Regions from separate parts of the Nomascus leucogenys genome. Here region 1 is linked to region 2. The links are chromatin contacts, called in public Hi-C maps. All regions are on one chromosome and are shown on one strand. The core of a region is the stretch at or near the end of the contact, and the rest is flanking DNA. Distances in the headings are between cores, read along the strand shown. Region 1 has its middle 37 kb from the start of PIM1. Region 2 overlaps FGD2 (FYVE, RhoGEF and PH domain-containing protein 2).

Region 1 (3,821 bases), core at 257-2,756, 180 kb before region 2:
GTTTCTGCGGTCAGGAGTCCAGACACAGCTCACCTGGTTCTGATTCAGATTCTCTCAGGCTCTCACTCAGGATGTCTCTACTTCTATTTGCTTTTTAGAGACAGGGTTGCACTCTGTCACCCAGGCTGGAGTGCAGTGGTGCAATCATAGCTCACTGCAGCCTTGAACTTCTGGGCTCAAGCGATCCTCCCACCTCAGCCTCCTGAGTAGCTGGGAATACAGGTGTGCCACTGCATCCAACTAATGTAAAAAAAAACTTTTTTAATTTTCTTAAAATGTGGGAGTGTAGCCGGGCATGGTGGCTCACGCCTGTAATCCCAGCACTTTGGGAGGCTGAGGCAGGCGGATCACCTGAGGTCAGGAGTTCAAGACCAGTCTGGCCAACATGGTGAAACCCCCTCTCTACTAAAAATATAAAAATTAACCAGGCATGGTAGCAGGTGCCTGTAATCCCAGTTACTCAGGAGGCTGAGGCAGGAGAATTGCTTGAACCTGGGAGGTGGAAGTTGCAGTGAGCTGAAATCGCGCCACTACACCGCAGCCTGGGCAGCAAGAGCAAAACTCCATCTTAAATAAATAAATAAAAATTGGGGAGTGTATCCCAATCAACACTCCTGATTTTCTCCTGTATACCTTGCCCTAACCCCCAGTCTTTGCCACCTCTACCCTTCCATTGCTCAAGTTAAAGACCCAGCAGGCATCCTTGGGTCCTCTCTTTCTCTCAGCCTGTATCTAACTCCTCAACACTCCCCATCAGCCCACCCTTCAATATAGATCCATATCCAACCACTTCATATCACCTCCCCTGCCGCCTCCCTGGCCCAGGCCATCACCATCTCCTGCCCAGGCGGTTGCAGTAGCAGTTGCTGACGGGCCTCCCCCGTGCCACTGTGTTCCCTTTACAGTCAGTTCTCCGCCCAGCCACCAGAGGGCTCCTGTTGAAACCTGAGTCAGATCAAGTCCCTCCTCTACTCCCTCCTCACCTGCCAGGGCTCCCCACCACACTCAGGGTAGAAATTCCAAGTCTTGGCCGGGCGCGGTGGCTCACGCTTGTAATCCCAGCACTTTGGGAGGGCGAGGCGGGCGGATCACGAGGTCAGGAGATCGAGACCACGGTGAAACCCCGTCTCTACTAAAAAATACAAAAAATTAGCCAGGCGTGCTGGCGGGCGCCTGTGGTCCCAGCTACTCGGAGAGGCTGAGGCAGGAGAATGGCGTGAGCCCGGGAGGCGGAGCTCGCAGTGAGCCGAGATTGCGCCACTGCACTCCAGCCTGGGCGACAGAGCGAGACTCCGTCTCAAAAAAAAAAAAAAAAAAAAAAAAAAGAAATTCCAAGTCTTTACCACGGCATGCCAGCTGCTAAATAACCCAGTCCCCTGTCACCCTCTGATCTGCCTTCTAACCACTTTGTCCACCCCGCCTCCCTCTGCGGCAGCCACGCTGTCTTCCTTTCCTTTCGGTCCCCATAACGCAGCCAGCACACTCCAGCCTCAGGGCCTTTGCACTCACTGTGCCTTCCGCCTCTAATATTCTTACTCCAGCTATTCACCAGCTTCCTCTCTTGCTCAAAAGGCATCAGAGAGGCCTTCCCTACCAACGGGTGTGAAACAGCCCCTCCCTACCCCATCCCATGTGTCTCTTTCCCACTTACTCTGCTACACTTCTTCATAACATGTAGTATCACCTGACTTTATATAGTTGCCTCTCCCACCACCCCCCAAAAATGTGAGCACCATATTTACTTCACCGTTGTTTTCCCAACACCTAGTTCAATGCCCAGCATGTAGCAGGTGCTTGATAAAGATTTGTGGGATGAAGGGACATAGACTCTCAGTTTTGGTTTTGTTTTGGAGACAGAGTCTCTGTCACCCAGGCTGAAGTGCAGTGGCACCATTGTGGCTCAGTGCAACCTCCGCCTCCTGAGTTCAAGCGATTCTCCTACCTCATCCTCCTGAGTAGCTGGGACTACAGGTGCCCACCACCACTCCGGGCTAATTTTTGTATTTTTAGTAGAGATGGGGTTTCACCATGTTGGCCAGGCTGGTCTCGAACTCCTGACCTCAGGTGATCTGCCTGCCTCGGGCTCCCAAAGTGTTGAGGTTACAGGCATGAGTCGCCACGCCCGGCCTATGAGGGGCAAATTATTACTGTTCTTTCAGCCTCCTGTTCCTACTCCTTTCTTCTCTCATTCAATTCTGTAGTCTCTGGTGAAGAATCTAGACACAGGTAGGAAAATACCACAAAGGATATTATTTCAGCCCCTTATTCTTTTCCTCCTTTCCCAGTCCTGTTCCCTTGCACCAACTGCTGCCACTAGAAGCACCACTTCATCTGCCAGCTCCATCTCACCAAGTGGAAAACAAGTCTTTCTAACAGTGCAGGTGTCCCTGGGAAGAGCAACACTCTTAAGAGTTGTCACCCACCCTTGACACTTTCAGTCCGTGAAGATTCCCCAGCCTTCCGTCCTACTTTTCTTCATACAGTTTATTACTGTGTTGCAGACCCTGAATTAGGAATTGAGGAATACCTGTGGGAGCAAGACACAGTCCACATTCCAAGGGGCTCCCAGCCTAGTGAGGGGCCAAGCCACCTAGGCCGTTTGGACCCAGGATGATAGGTGCTGGAGGAAGCACTGGGGACCACAGAAGGGGACCTTGGAGGTGGAGAGTCAGGGAAGTCTTCCTGGAGGAGAAAAGCTCTAAGCCGAGTCCTGGAAGATAGTATGATTTAGCCCTTAGAAGTCTGGGTGCAGTGGCTCACGCCTGTAATCCTAGCACTTTGGGAAGCTGAGGCAGGAGGATGGCTTGAGCCCAGGGGTTCAAGACCAGCCTGGGCAATATAGTAAGACTTCATCTCTACAAAAAATTTAAAAATTAGGCCGGGCACGGTGGCTCATGCCACGCCTGTAATCCCAGCACTTTGAGTTCGGGCAGATCATTTGAGTTCAGGAGTTTGAGACCAACGTGGCCAACATGTCAAAACCCCGTCTCTACCAAAAAATACAAAAATTAGCTGGGCATGGTGCTGGGTGCCTGTAGCCCCAGCTACTCAGGAGCCTGAGGCAGGAAAATCGCTGGAACCCGGGAGGTGGAGGTTGCAGTGAGCCGAGATCACTCCACTGCACTCCAGCCTGGGTGACAGGGCAAGACTTTGTCTCAAAAAAATAAAAATTAAAATTAAAATTAGCCAAACATGGTTTGGCTGGTGGTGCGTGCCTATATCCCAACTACTTGGAAGTCTGAAGTGGGCGGATCACTTGAGCCTGGGAGGCAGAGGTTGCATTGAGCCAAGATTGTGCCACTGCACTCCGCCTGGGTGACAGTGAGACCATGTGTCAAAAAAAAAAAAAAAAAGAAAGAAAAAGAAAAAAGAAAGGAGGGAGGAAAAGGAAAGTTGGGAGCCTGAGAAGGTGCAGGTACCCCTGGGATAGCAGATCTGTAAGCGTTTTTCAGTCATTTCCACCTAGGGTGACAGGAGGGGCTGTGTGCAGGGGATGATGGTGTCAAGAGGAAGCAAGCAGGCATGGAACTTCCCCAGAGAGAAGAGGGTCTCCGCTTTCCCACGGCCTCTGCTCTTAGGTGTCTAACCACCAAATATTTCTTCAGCAACTTTCCCACCTGACTGTGGCTGCCTTTAACTCCAAGTCATTTCTAGCAATAGTGTCCCACGGAGGATAAACTTCATTCTCCGTCAGCTTCCTCCCACTGGTTCAAGATGTGTCAATGTTTCCATGAGGTTTACTTCTTTTCACCTCACGGCTTTCACTCTTCATTTCCCTGGCCTCCTTTCCCCTAGTCCTCCCCACATGGATTGCTACCTTT
Region 2 (3,755 bases), core at 467-2,966:
TGATAGCTTTATTTTACCCCAGAAAGAATCCAAGCAAGGATCATACATTTAATTTAGTTGTCAGAATATTTTCTATCTTAAGCTGGAAGGCAGCTACATGGGTGTTGTTATTCTTTGTGCCTCTTTGTATTTCACTATTTTAAGTAATTTTTAAAGAACTACTTTCAGTCACAAGCGTGAATCAATTCAACTCTTATTTACAGATGTGAATCACCAGGAACAGTAGCCAATCCCCATATCCTTTCTACCTGGCTTTGGGATGTAACTCATCACTGACATCAGAAGGCAGGTGTGTTCCCAGGTCCTAGAAACTGACTCTGTCCTGATTTCAGTTGAACACATTTTGGGGACACCTCCCTGACTGGCCCCAACCTGTCCAGCTAGACTCCTCCAGTCCTCTGGAGGTCATCAAAGACTGAGGTTGCAAAGGGCTTCTCTGTTTGCAGAGTAAACAGAGGGGGTTGTGATGTCAACAGAGAACAGCTCAAGTACAGCAGGTGCTTAAAAAGCAAAGCGAGATCTGCCTCAGATAACTGGGCCTGGGTTGATAAGAGGAGGAACTGGAGTGGACGCAGTTCCCTCCTCAGGAAGCTGGTAGCTCACCTGCACTGGATGTGCTGCCTGAGCTATGGAGGAGGGGGAAAGAAAAAGAGAAGGAGAGGGAAGGGAAAGAATGTTTTTTGGTCGAATCCTCACTGCCACACTGGAGGTAGGTTTCGTGATCCCCATGGTGGAATTAAGGAAACTGAGGCCTGAACCAGTAGGCAGAGTTAGCAACAGAATCCATCAGGTGCCAGGGTGCTGAGGGCTTGCAGAGAAGAGAGGACAGTTAGCCGGAGCAGGTAGAGAAGAGAGGATGACAGGGGTGGGTGAGTGCAGAGTGGGCATGGGCCTGGTGAGGTCCATGCCTCAGGTGGGGCAAGGCCTGAGGGGTACAGGGCTGGATGCCCCTCCCCTGGAACTGGGGACCATTTCCTAGCTCTGGGTCTCAGGGTTGTGGAAAATGATGATAAGGACGCAGGTAAATTCATAGGATCAGCTTCAGGGGTGCCTTCAGTAAGTAATTTAACCTCAATGGGTCTCATTTTCCCATCTAAAAAATGGGAAATAGCAGCCCCCTGAGGTGTGCTGTGAGAGCCAGATGAGGTAATAACACACGCACCTGGCTCAGAGCTAGTGCCCAATGCCACTGGGCTGCATTGGTTGAAGCCAGCAGATTTGGCCAGGATGGGAACAGCAGGACCTGAGCTGGGAGGGTAGAGGCCCAGGTAGGGCAGGTAGAGGCCTAAATGGGACAGGTAGAGGCCTGGGTGACACAGGTGGAAGCCAAGGTGGGACAGGTGGAGACAGATGGAGGCCGAGGTGGGGCAGGTGGAGGCCGAGGTGGGACAGGCGGAGGCCTAGGTAGGAAAGGTAGAGGCCTGGGTGACACAGGTGGAGGCCTCGGTGGGACAGATGTAGGTGACACAGGTGGAGGCCTGGGTGGGGCAGGTGGAGGCAGTGGTACTGGCAGGAGTACTCACATAGCCACAGGCCCGGCAGTGGTGGCGACGGCGCGTCAGGGCGTTGAAGGGCTCCTGGCAGCGCATGCACATGGTCACCATCTTGTCCCGGACCCACTGCGGTGCTCGGAGGCCCAGCTCCTCAGACTGCAGCTGTGGGTTAAGGGGAGTTGGGCAGAAATGGGGCCTTGGTGACCCTCTTCCGCCCATCCTCCCAGGGCCTGGCGCCCTGTGCCCACCTGCTCTGGCAGGGATTCTGTGTGTTGGGCTTCCCTGGGGCTTCTACAGGAAGCTGACTGACCTGATGGAGACCTTATGATAGGTTAGTTACCATTATTCCTATTGTATAAGTGAGAAAACTGAGGCCCAGAGAGGTCAAATGACTCAGCAGTCACCCAGCAAGCCAGAGTTCAGCTCAAATCTGAACTCAAACCACAGATATCCTCCCCAGCCCCCACCCCACTCGCCTTCCATCTTCCCTGAGACTTTAGATTTCTCAGATACTCTCAGACCCAAAGTCCTACTGGCCCTGCAGCTGGAGCTGCAGAGACGTGAAACCCTTCCCCAAGACAGCTGTGCAGACAGGCTCTCAAAGGAAGCTTTGCTAAAGGGGAATGCTCAGGCACTGAGTCAGGGGATGCACTGGGAGGGCTTCCCCTGGTCCCTTCAGTCTCTCCTGGCAGATGACACTCCCTCTCCCTCCGAGCTGGTATAGGCAGAACAGAGAGGGAACAAGCTCTGTTTGGGTTGGTGGCTCCAGCAAGGGATGAAAAAGGCTTCATTTACCTCCTGCTCCTGGGTGTCTCCCTCAGGCCCCTGGGCCGCAGCCTTGAAGGTTTCATTCCGCTTCTCGATTTGGTCAATGGCTGCTTGGAAGGCCTGGGGTGCAGGGAGGGGGAGGGTCAGGGCTTGAGGTGTGGAAGGGAGGGGTTGCTCCTCTGTCCATCCTTCCGCGCATGCAACAGACAGGGCTGAAAGCCCACTGGGTACCAGGCGCTGGATTCTACACACACGCGGGCTGCCTTATCGAAGGAGAAACTACCAGCCCCAGGTTACAGTTGTAAAAACTGAGGCTCAGAGAGGGTAAGTGACTGGCCCTGGACTGCCCAGCTAGGCAATGAGAAGCAGCAAGATAGGAACCCAGATCGGTCTCCAAACTACCACGGAGCAGCTCCTGAGGAAGAGCAGGGAGCAGCTGGGCACACGCAGGTGTGGGAGCGTGCACACACACACATGCACGCACACACACGCACGCACACACACAGACACATACACACAAGCACGTACATACACATGCATACACGCAAACACACGCACATACACACAAACACATGCACACACATGCATGCACACAAACACACATATACACACATACATGTACACACACATGCATGCACACAAACACACAGACACAGATATGCACACACAGATGCACACACATGCATACACACATGCACACACACACACACACACATGCATACACATACCACTCCCTCCCCTTCAGCCCAAATAGGCTAGGGAGAATCCCAGGAGCTTCATCAAGATAGCCCATTACCGTGAAAGAAAAAAAAAAAAAGAAAGAAAGAAAGGAAAAAGACTCCCGGAAGCCTCGGAGCGTTCCCCTACCTGCATCCAGGAAATCATTTCCTCCTGCGACCTGCTCGGAAAGTGAACGCAGGTGTTGAGGAGATCAGCCCCTCCCAGTTTTCCCGCCTGGCCCTGGGCCGCCACCCCAGCTCCTTTACCGGGCTTGCAGCTCCAGGGTGCGCTGCTTCCCAGACACCAGGAAGGAGTGGGGGAACTCAGCATCCATCAGCTCCCGCACCTGCCAAGAGGAGGGAGGCAACCAGTTCAGACTCGTCATAGCCCGGGTCCCAGGCACAGCACTGCGGAGGGGACGGACGTGGATTGTGCCCAAGGGACAATTCAAATTTGAGAGACAGGGATGCAGAGCTTGTTCGCCACCTCTCTAATCCTGTTGAGCCAAGCAAATGCCCCTGCAACTGGGCCTCGCTCCAAGCAAATGGACCTATGGCTCCTGGAATTTTAGCAGCAGCTAAGTTGACCCAGTGTGACGTGGAGATGACAATTTTTGACAATGGATTCAACAAAAAAGGAAATTAGATTTCAAAACTGGATAAGTATATGAGGTTCATTATACCATTTTCTTGGCTTTAAAATTTTCATAATAAAACATTAAAGAAAATACCCTTGGCCGGGTGCAGTGGCTCACGCCTATAATCCCAGCATTTT

Evidence for each region. A called contact is a pair of places that touch in the nucleus more often than the background predicts.
Region 1: a Hi-C map of a lymphoblastoid cell line shows a contact between it and region 2, with 8 times the contacts expected there. The contact joins two enhancer-like sites. A contact is called at or near these places in 4 of 4 Hi-C or Micro-C datasets (a lymphoblastoid cell line and an unstated tissue).

What each region holds. Positions count from the first base shown.
Region 1 is chr17:845,251-849,071 of Asia_NLE_v1, reverse strand. No RefSeq gene overlaps it. Among named protein-coding and RNA genes, the nearest start is that of PIM1, 37 kb to the right of the region's middle. Within about 2 kb of position 1,506, the one cell type or tissue checked has an H3K27ac peak away from gene starts, as active enhancers do. A contact at or near this core is called in a lymphoblastoid cell line, where this site is marked.
Region 2 is chr17:665,117-668,871 of Asia_NLE_v1, reverse strand. It overlaps FGD2 (FYVE, RhoGEF and PH domain-containing protein 2), which reads right to left. Exons shown (of 16, transcript XM_030796963.1): 10 at 3,248-3,327; 11 at 3,129-3,159; 12 at 2,289-2,381; 13 at 1,524-1,655. Among named protein-coding and RNA genes, the nearest start is that of FGD2, 17 kb to the right of the region's middle. Within about 2 kb of position 1,716, the one cell type or tissue checked has an H3K27ac peak away from gene starts, as active enhancers do. A contact at or near this core is called in a lymphoblastoid cell line, where this site is marked.